Linked DNA regions of Mus musculus: all the other regions are linked to region 1. A link is a contact called in public Hi-C data. All regions are on one chromosome and are shown on one strand. The core of a region is the stretch at or near the end of the contact, and the rest is flanking DNA. Distances in the headings are between cores, read along the strand shown. Region 1 overlaps Ppp4r4 (protein phosphatase 4, regulatory subunit 4). Region 2 holds the start of Serpina6 (serine (or cysteine) peptidase inhibitor, clade A, member 6). Region 3 holds the start of Serpina10 (serine (or cysteine) peptidase inhibitor, clade A (alpha-1 antiproteinase, antitrypsin), member 10).

Evidence for each region. A called contact is a pair of places that touch in the nucleus more often than the background predicts.
Region 2: a Hi-C map of liver shows a contact between it and region 1, with 6 times the contacts expected there. The contact joins the promoter of Serpina6 here to the enhancer-like site in region 1. A contact is called at or near these places in 1 of 39 promoter capture datasets (liver), 3 of 15 datasets of contacts at CTCF or cohesin (embryonic stem cells and pro-B cells), 87 of 484 Hi-C or Micro-C datasets (the AML12 cell line, the AtT-20 cell line, B cells and 43 more), 11 of 115 datasets of contacts at active chromatin or transcription factors (astrocytes, embryonic stem cells, extraembryonic endoderm stem cells and 5 more) and 2 of 9 other capture datasets (adipose tissue and pancreatic islet).
Region 3: a contact with region 1 is called in a Hi-C map of liver, with 2.1 times the contacts expected there. The contact joins the promoter of Serpina10 here to the enhancer-like site in region 1. A contact is called at or near these places in 3 of 39 promoter capture datasets (the 3T3-L1 cell line, the HPC-7 cell line and maxillary cranial neural crest), 3 of 15 datasets of contacts at CTCF or cohesin (embryonic stem cells and pro-B cells), 101 of 484 Hi-C or Micro-C datasets (the AML12 cell line, the AtT-20 cell line, B cells and 51 more), 13 of 115 datasets of contacts at active chromatin or transcription factors (astrocytes, embryonic stem cells, extraembryonic endoderm stem cells and 6 more) and 2 of 9 other capture datasets (adipose tissue and pancreatic islet).

The regions. Positions count from the first base shown.
Region 1 is chr12:103,548,634-103,552,005 of GRCm38.p6, reverse strand. The region is part of intron 2 of Ppp4r4 (protein phosphatase 4, regulatory subunit 4); the gene reads right to left. Among named protein-coding and RNA genes, the nearest start is that of Ppp4r4, 18 kb to the right of the region's middle. Within about 2 kb of position 1,810, at least 15 of the 459 cell types and tissues checked have an H3K27ac peak or open chromatin away from gene starts, as enhancers often do. A contact at or near this core is called in Th2 cells, fibro-adipogenic progenitors, hepatocytes and 3 more, where this site is marked.
Region 2 is chr12:103,655,616-103,658,987 of GRCm38.p6, reverse strand. Serpina6 (serine (or cysteine) peptidase inhibitor, clade A, member 6) reads left to right here and starts at 1,770. Exons shown (of 5, transcript NM_007618.3): 1 at 1,770-1,951.
Region 3 is chr12:103,629,682-103,633,053 of GRCm38.p6, reverse strand. It overlaps Serpina10 (serine (or cysteine) peptidase inhibitor, clade A (alpha-1 antiproteinase, antitrypsin), member 10), which reads left to right and starts at 1,610. Exons shown (of 5, transcript NM_144834.4): 1 at 1,610-1,670.

The sequences.
Region 1 (3,372 bases), core at 561-3,060:
ACAGAAAGATTTCAACCTACAATTTCTTATTTAGCAAATCTCCTCAGATCACAGTGCCATAATAAGAAACAGATTAACAGTCAACAAAAAAAAAAGAAAGGAGTGAAGGAAGGGAGGAAGGAAAAAAAGGAAGGAAGGAAATCAAACAAGCAAGCAAGCTTGCTCTCTGGGCTGGAGATGTAGCTCAAAGGGGAAGGACTTGCCTAGTGCCCTGAGTTTGATCCTCATTGCCGCAGAAAAAAGGAATTTCTAAGTTGATGCTGCCACAAGAGCTGTCAGATGGCTTATCTGATGACATCAATGCTAGTAAAAATTACTTTACTGATGATCCCTGATATGTGCCCTCGGCTATCAAAATGCTATGTTTGCAGGGAGCAGAGGTTGTATTTGTTGTACAGGGCCACCATCCTCAGCTTTATTAAACATTAAACAGCTTCCAGCTGTCGAATGGCCTCCAACTACCTAAAATTGAGCTGGTTCTCTATCGTCATCTTTTTACAGAGGCACAAAACAGCTGTCTGACTCTCAAACATACATCTTGGAATTAGCTTCCCTCTCCTCACACTGCACAGCAAACCTCACAACACTCTAAAGCAGGACGAAATCTCCACTTGCCCTGGAATAGAACTAACTTTTAAAATACAAGTATACCTGAGGTATCATTAAATTTTATTTTTATGTAATTTACTTTGAATTTTTTCCATTTTGTAATTCCATATTAAGATTATTTTTGGTGTTAGCATTGATGTTTTATTAGACATAGACATAAAATAAGTACTGTAAAATTTTTGTTTTATATGTGTGTGTGTGTGTGTGTGTGTCTGTATTAATAATCACGCACACACAAACATGCACTTGTATATATCCAGTCACAATTTAAAATGTATTCCTATTGGTGAGCATACAGGCAGAAAAGTATAATAATGAAGTTCAAAGTTTTGCAGAGTAAAAGGGAAATCGTGAAGGACTGCTTTCACCCGGAGCTGCAGAGGTGGAGCTGAATGGCATAAAGGCATGCAAAATATGAAGGTTCTGGAAGCTCCAGTCCCTGGTAGGTTTTTTAAAGAACCGTATGATTTCCTCATTAACTGAAAACTTTGGAAAGAAAATCCTTTCAAAATGCTTCTAAAACATATTTTGGATATGTCATGGCACAGCAGGAGGGCTAGATTAACCAAGATGATTTAAGCGAGAAGCTCAGACGGGGAAATAAAATGGCAAGCAACACTTGGAAGACAGAGACATGAAGTCTGGCATCTGTAAGAAACAGGTGATAAGTAGCTACTGCAGGAAAAGGAAAAGACCCGATTACCGAACCTTCAGAAAACAAGTGGGCTGATGGGGTCAATCTTGCAGGAAGTATTTATCCAAAACTGTTCTCCATCCTCCATCACAATCTAATAATCACCTTTGTCAGGCAGCAGTTAGTGGCTGGGCACTTCAGAGGACTGATGGGAAAGGAAGAGCATACAACTGAAATGATTTAAAAGGGTAGTCGGGCTTCAATAACAAGTGAACATACTTAGATTAAAAAGTGATGAATGCAATTTCACATTTGGAAGACCAGCAAGACATTCTAAAGAGGACACCTTGTAGAAGTACAATACCAGAGTTCCAGCACAGTATCTTGGCCTGAAGTTCAGTTAAAAAAAAAAAAAAAAAAAAAAAAAAAAAACCCTGCAGACCAGATTTGAAAATGAGATCACGGAAACGATGACTAAAATCCAGAGTGAACAGTATGAGCCACACAGAGAGTCCAATAACACGTAATAGTTCCTGCCTGCTCATATGACTGATACGCTGGTAAATAAGACACTGAGTTGGAAGAAACATAAGGCAAACAGATCAATTATAGCACTTAAAGAGATCTCGAGTCAACTAAGTCAGTGTGCAAAAGCTGTGTGGAACAATGACTCCTCCTCCCTAACGCTAATGAGACACAAAGGGATCCAAGCCTTCACTTGAGGCTTTAGGCTGGGAGTTGTTAGGTGCTGTGAAGAATGAGAATTTCCTTTACTGTGCCTATACCCAAAATCATCAAAGGCAGCTACTATGGAGACCAGCAAACCCATATTTAAGAATGCACTGCTAACAATGCCCAAATTACAGACTCAGCTTAGGTGCCCATTAGTGAATGAAAATGAAACATATGCATATATGTATGTATGTACATACATACATACATACATACATACATAAAGACAAAGAAAGATAAAATTATGTCATTTTCAGGAAAACAGAAGGAAATAGAAATCATCATCTTAGTGAAATAAAGCAGCCCCACAAAGCCAGGCACTGCATATCTTCTCTCGTGTGGGATCTAGGAGACAAGGAGACCTGAAGGTAATAGTGAAGTTATTAGGGATACGCATTGACAAAGGGAGCAGGATAAGAAAAATAGGGAAATATCAAAGTACATTCTATTCATGTACAGAAAAACCCTTATTTGGTAAAATCAACATGGGCTAACTTTCAAATTTTCGTACAGTCGTTACTATAAGTTTCTTTTGATGGTTCTTCAAAGATTTTATTATTTTTATTTTATGTATATGTTTTCCCTGCATGTGTGCATGTATGTATACATGTGAGCAGTGCCAAAAGATGGCCTTGGATCCCCTGGCACTGGAGTTACAGACAACTATGAGCCACCATGTGGGTGCTAGGAATCAAACTAAGGTTCACTGCCAAAACAGTACGTGCTTTTAACCACTTAGCTATCTCTCCAGCCCTTTGATTTTTTTTTAAATGGCCAAAAGCTATCAGATATGGGTCGGAGAACCACTTGTTTGACAGCTTTCAAAACATTGTGCCTGGTTCCCTAAAGCTCAAGAAGTCTCTTCTGGGTCAGTTAAATGGCTCTGACAACTTAAGTGCAAGTCCCAGGACCCACATGGGAGAAGGACCCATTCCCACAAGCTGTCCTCGGAATGCCACACATGTGCTGTGACATGTGTACATATATACATGCACATGCATGAAAAATAAATGTGAAAACTATTTTTAAAAGCAGTCAGCTGAACTGTCACCACGGCAGCTGGCTGCTTTGAACACTCTGACTGTCCTGAGGAAACTCCACCCCAACTACAAGGAACACTTCAGCTGCTACAACCGTCCTCACTTCTGTTTCAGGAGGCTTTGAACAAGCACTCCAGACAATATGCAATGACAGTAAGGCTCAGTGAAAGAGGTGACTTACTTTACCCTGCAGCTAACCTCACTTAGGATGTCTCACAAGGGAGCACCTCCACACCGACTCATCGAAAGGCCTGTGGTCCGTGTTTACAGACCTGTGGCTGGAGTATATTTACAGCATGTGATTGGGACAAGGAGCAGGCACTGTGAAGTAAGTCAGACTTACTGGTGAAAGGCTGC
Region 2 (3,372 bases), core at 521-3,020, 110 kb before region 1:
GTTGACTTCCCAAGTCTTTCATGATTCTCTCCACCTGGCTGACCCTCACATCATCCATACTGGTACTGGCTTTAGAGATATGGAGAGTACAAGAGTTGCAGGTTCATTTAGGCATCCACACACATTTTTATGGAAGGCCAGGGAGCTGAACTGCATGCAGTAGGAGCAAATCCCCCCCAAGAGAGCCCCTGGATGAGTAATAATGTCATGAACTGTGGATGTAGCATTTGAGCACCAGTGGATATCCCAGGATGTGGAAGATACCAGGAATGGGGGATATCTGCTAAGAAAAGCTATAGGAAATGAACAAAGTCCACCCAGGAGGCAGTCTATGTGGGCTGCTAACACCAGCCTGTGGAAGCCGGGTGGCTCAGACCTGTTGGAGTGCACACCATGATAACTAACACACACCTGACTCTGCTTTCCCAGTGCTGGAATTAAAGGAGCATACCAGTACACTCAGCTAGCTATGAAAAATATTTATTCTACAAATCAAGATGAGACAAATCTTTGGCAATAATGTCCAAAATTGGCTTACAAACTAGAAATCTTGAAAGGGGCAACAATTATTAACAAAACTGGACTGCCCAAACTTCGAGGCATGACCTCTAACCTTCCTTATTTCCCATGGGAGCAGCGCCCTTCATCCTTTTTTGGAAGTGATGCTGCTGTCAATCAAGCACAGGGCTCTGGGCTCGGCTTGGGGCTTGGGGCTTGGGGCTCGGGGCTGTAGGCTCAGGGTTTGGGACACAGAGCTCTGCACTTGAGGCCCCAGGGCTCAGGGTTCGTGGTGGGTATTCACAGAGGCACATTCCCTTGGACCGTGTGGTTGGTGCAGGGACAGACAAATACTTCTGTCCACAGTCCTCTGAGGGGCTGAAAGAAACTGTGAGGCCATACATACGTACGTACGTACATACATACATACACACATTAATTTTCCCTTTGCTTTTAGCCTGTGAGATCCACGAGATCGCACCAACTAAGGCTCTGGCAGGCTCTTTCTCCCCACTGCAACAGAAGTACTATGGAATGAGAGGAGAAGAAGGAGAAGAAAGATAGTGACTGACTGGAGACCCTGCAGCCTTTCCACTCCTTGGAAGTCCTAGTTATAAAGGAAAACAAAGAAACACAAATAGTATTTCTTTGATGTGTGCCTCCTGCGACAAAAGTGATCTGGAGAGTAAACGCACGGGTGAGAGTAAGAGAGCTGGACTTCAGGAGGGAATTGGCTGCAGGGCAGTTCATTCCATCTCCAGCCCTTCTCAGTTTCCTTCTTTAAAGAAGAGACATTGCTAAGGTACAGAGCTCAGTGGCAGAGCCCTTGACCAGCATGCATAAGGTCTTGGGTTCAACCCCGGTGACAACAGAAAACTTCAATTAAAAGCACAACTAGGTCAAGACAATCTCATAAAGAAGGGAGATCGTAGCAGTCTGTTCAGTGAATCATTGGGAGGCCTGAGATAACCCAGGGAAAGACCTTGGACAGTCACACATTCATTCATACATCTCTGTTTCCCCTACCCTTGCCTGATTCTTCCCCTCCTGGTGCCAAGGCACCTGGCTCCTCACAGAGTCCATGCCATGGCGCTTATCAATGACACCAATGAGTCCCCTGCCAGATGGCACAGGGCAACCATGAACCCTGACGCAACTCTAGCCACACTTTGATATTAAAAATAAAACTTCAGGGGACAGCATGCAATGTCGAGCTGATTTGCAGAATTGCTGTGTTTACCCTTACTTTCTATAAAGCTTCCCATTGGTTGATGCTTGGGGGGTGGGGGCCACCAAATGGTGAAGGCCACTGCCCCCCTCCTCTAACCATTAACCAGCAAGACACCAGCAAACAAGATTTAGTGGGGAGTCTCCCCGAAGCCTTACTGTACGTGTGCTAGGATTCCAGACAGCAAAGCAGAGCCAGAAGGAACAGCTGGAGCCCACAGCAGACGTGAGTCACCCCTGACAGTACTCTGTGCCTCTTGCTCCTACCAGGGTCCCTGACTCTATATCTGCTGCACTCCAGAACACAGCAGTGCCTGCTTGCTTGAGATTTTTAATAGATGAACATGAGGGTAGCTAGCTGTGTCATGAGGCGACCATGTGGAATACTTCTTCGATCCCATAGTCTGTGGTTCAGCCACTTGGTTTTGATTTCCCTTCAGCTTCTTACATTGCAGGAGGCTGTCACTGAGAGCTGGGTTTATGCTTTATTGCTACCTGTTGCCTGGTGCCTTAGCATCCAGGAATGAGAAGGAATCTCAGAGCTGAGATGGATTAGTGCCAGGCAGCACTATTGAGTAGGGTTGTAGTGCACAGGTGGTATATGCAGGGACCCTCTAAAGAGTGCCCACACCCCATGCCATAGTAACTCAGTAATGTGTAGTGGGGGGTGATACAGCTGGAGGGAGAATGACCTGCTTCTCTGTGCATCACACCACGTGCTATGATGCCTAAATCCCCGCCTGATCCAAGGCACTTCAGAGAGGCGTGGCAAGGAAGATATTACTAGGAAGAAACACATGACCTTAGTCTTTTTTGTAGGCTGGCCTTAAAGAGCCACCTTGCTGGCCACGTGGTTTTCAGTAGAGAAAGCAAGAGGTGTGACTCTGAAGGTGCACACCCCGACCTACACGGAAGCTCTACATCACCTAGCTCTGGTGTCCCATCTCTACAATGAGGTGCAGGATGCCTCGTGAAGTGAGTGTGCATAATCATGCACTGATGACAGCCACACCAGGCATTCACAACCGTCTTCTGAGGCAGGAGGATTTACTCTCCAGCCTGTAGGTTTGATACAGGGAGAATGAGGCACACAGTTGCACCCAGAAACAGCAGGAAGAGAAAGAAGGCCAAGCCAACTGTTGACTGGGGTATTCCTTCCCCAAGGGGGATTCATAGACAGGTATAGCCCGGTGCTGAAACCAAGATGAAACCAACAAGGCCGGTGGCAGAGAGAAGGGGAGAAGAAAAGCTTCCTGGAGGCAGTAACCAAGCACCTGAATCTCAAAGGCCAAGAGGGAATGAGACAGGGGAGAAAAGGAAGGGGTGGGCCTAGAGGGGAGCCCCATGGGGCAGTCAGAGGAGGGCCATCTTTATCTCCAGGTCTCAGGCCAGGACAGAGCTCAGCAAACACTAAGGGACTGTAGTGGCCTGCCATGCCTTGCCTGCCCTGCCCTGCCCTGTCCTGCCCTAACCTCTAACCTGGCTTGCAACAGAGTAAGAATGTAGTGTGCAGGGGTGGAGGAGGGAGACCTGTGATACTCAGCCATGCTGCAGCCAGATGGTGATCAGTCCAACATAAGAAGGACTGGGTCCTGAGGAACTCTAGCCCCCAGCATCAGTGTGGGTGAGTCTCGCAGGGCCGCTGGA
Region 3 (3,372 bases), core at 361-2,860, 81 kb before region 1:
CTTGAGGAAATGCCTCCATGAGATCCAGCTGTAAGGTATTTCCTCAATTAGTGATCAAGGGTGGCAGGGTCCATTGTGGGTGGTGCCACCCCTGGGCTGGTGGTCCTGGCTTCTATAAGCAAGCAAGCTGAGCAAGCGAGGGGAAGCAAGCCAGTAAGCAGCATCCCTCCATGGCCTCTGCATCAGCTCCTGTTCCAAGTTCCTGCTATTTGTGAGTTCCTGTCCTGACTTCCTTTGGTGATGAACAGCAATATGGAAGTGTAAGCTTAATAAACCGTTTCCTCCCCAACTTGCTTCTTGGTCATGATGTTTGTGCAGAACTAGAAACCCTGACTAAGACAGCAATGTTGATGATCTTTAATAAAATATACTAATCCATGTCTATGTTGTGGTTTGAAAAACTGAAAATGTGTTGGGAGTCCTTGGTTCAGGTGAGATGTGTCAGCTAGCCACCTCTACCTGTGAGGAGGGGCCTGCCAGCCGGTGATCACATGCCACTCCTTAGTCTGCTTTCAAGCAAGGTGCCTCTCAGGATGACAGGCCACAAACTTCCTGTCAGCCAGTGCATTGCTTAATGGAGTTCTTCCTCAATGGCTACCTTCCTGTCCAATGAGTGTCCTCCATCATGAGATGAGCAGATAGATGGTCACATCTGCCAGCACAGATATCCTGGAACACCGCTGTACTTAAAGGCGTTATTTTCTTTTGCCTTCATGTTATAGCTGGAACATTACTGTTTCTTATCTGCTTTTTTTAATTTGAGAAATCCTTTTATTTATTTTTTTTCAGATAGGGTCTCATGTAGCCAGGCTGGCCTTAAACTTGCTATGTAGCCACGAATGACCTTGAACCTCTGATCCTCTTGCCCCCACTTCCATAGTGCTGGGATAACAGGTGTGCTCCACTGAGCCTTATTTCATGCAGTGCTAGGGACCAAAACCTGGAGACACTCAACGAACTGAGCTATAACCACACCCCATCGCTGGTTTGTTGTTGTTGTTGTTGTTGTTGCTGCTGCTGCTGCTGCTGCTGTTTCTCTTTTGATTGTTGTTGTTGTTGTTGTTTTTTCAATTTTGTGGGTAGGGTATATAAACTTTGTCTCACTTCAAGGCTAGAAAGGGACATATAGCAAAACTTACAATGACAACCTAGTAGGTCTGAAAAGCTGTACCTCACAGGGTGCTTTCCAGCTCAGGCTCTGAGTACTTGAGAGGTTCAGCCTCAAGAGACAGAAGGTAGTACATTGACCTTGTGCAGGGCTTGTATTGTAAGACATGACCCAACAGGAATCCAGTCTCCATTACTGGACTGACAGTTCCTTACGGACAAGACAGTGGGTCTGAAATTCTACCCAAATCCCTTTATGGTTCCCAGAAGCAGCCATGAGGCCCATGATAACCTTCTTTCTAGAACCTTCATCCCCACCCCAATGAGGGTGAGACTCTTGTGAATTCTGGTCATAGTTGGGGCCATAGGACGAGCCTGGGGAATACCAGAAGTTCTTTGGTTTTCTGGAAATGCAATCATATCCCAGCAGGGTGTTAATCAGTAACAGTCCCCAGAGGCCCACACTTTGGAATAACAAATATTTACTGAAGGCTTTGGGCTGCAAAGCTTCTGCTTGCCTCTTTGCTCTGAATGATCTTCTCGGCACCAGAGGTCCAGGACTGGTAAGAGGTGGTGGATGGCAGGGGTGCCTCTAGAGTGTCTACCAGGGAGAGGTGGGAGAATAGCTGTTTTCTCGCTCTCACTCTCTCTCTCCCAGTGGGCTTCAGCAGGGAGTGGGTGGGGTGGGGGAGTTAGAGGGCAAGAATGCTGTCTTTCACCTAAACTCCAAAGGACTGTACATTGAAGTTGGGCTCCGGGTAGCATCAAAAACATGTTAGCCATAGATAGGAGGCAGCCAGGGCAAGGGCTCTGAAGGCCTGGTATTTGTCTGCCACAGCTCACTGCCGAAGCAAGTGAGCCAGGGCTGGGGGGAGGTAAGGGAGGCACTGCTCTACACACATGCTCAGGGCTAAGTGTCAGGTAGGTAGCTTATTTCCTGCCCATCTCAAACTCTGTGGGACAAGGTGTGCCCTCTATACACCCGACGCTGCCCTAGGTCCCAGGAGCACCCCGTGTATATTGTGTATGGCTGTCATGATGATGATGAGGGACCTGAAAAGACAAGTTACCCTCTTCAGTAAGCAGGCGCAGCAACGGTCAGGTGCTACAGAGACACTTCAGGGGACGACTTAGTTCTAGGAAAGTGGGACATTGTGCTGGTGTGTTGGGAAATGTTCCTGACGGCCGAGACAATGACAAGTAACTATGGAATCAGGACTAATCTGAGCGCTTAATTTACAAAGCAGAGCTAAATACCATGACAGAATTCTCCCGGGGCAGCTCAGGCTGTTGGGACAGAATAGCCAACAAATGTGCAAATGTGTTTGCACAGTTCTGGAGGCCCAAGGTGAGGGACAACATGGTTGGGCTGTGATGAGGGCTCACCTCCTGGTTTGCAGATGGTGGTCTTCTCAGTGTGTTCTTGGTGGAGAGAGGAAGGCTCTGGTGTCTCTTCCTCTTCTTATAAGGACACTAAAGCCCTCACAATCGCCCCACAATTCAGACATCATCTAGTCACTCTCAAAGGCCCCACCTTGCCATAGCCTCACCTTGGAGGATATGGCCTCAGTTTTGAGTTGTGAAGGACTAAAGGCAAGTTGTCCATTTAAACAAAAAGATGAATGTATGACACTGGAGATGTTTCGTACCTGGAAAGAAGTAATGACCCGATGCTTACAGCAATGTGGTGACCTACTAAGGGGCCTCATCATTATGGCTGGGAAGCAATTCCTAAATGGTAACATTTGGGAGACCCAGCAGGGTTATCCAGGCTAGAAAGTGGGGATGCTGGCTTCTTTGGGGTCATTTAGCAAGACCTGTGTCTTGGGGCTGGATGTGGTTTGTTACGGGTACAGAAGAGGGACTGGGAGCAACTGGAGCGCTTCTTGTCACATTCTGACTTAGAGTCTAATGGTCAGAGTGAGGGGCTGTGCTGATGGGACCTATCAAGCATCCCCAACACCTATGGCTTGAGCATCTTGCCATCCAGATCTTCCTATTGTCCAGCAGAGAGTGAGCTATTGGGAACATCTTAGTGGCATAGGCAGCCAGCCTCTAGGACACTGGTAATATTGCTGTGAACACGATGTAGTGGCACAACTCAGAGCCAGGTTTCGGATCTGAGCACACAGATGAATCTCAAGAGAGGCAGACAGACAGTCACGGGGAGCGGGGTGGGGCAGGAAAGTCGCTACCAGGGCAGACTCCCTCAGGCTGCAGAACTGGGGCACAGACAGCCAGTGTGTGCCATGGGGGGAGGGGCAA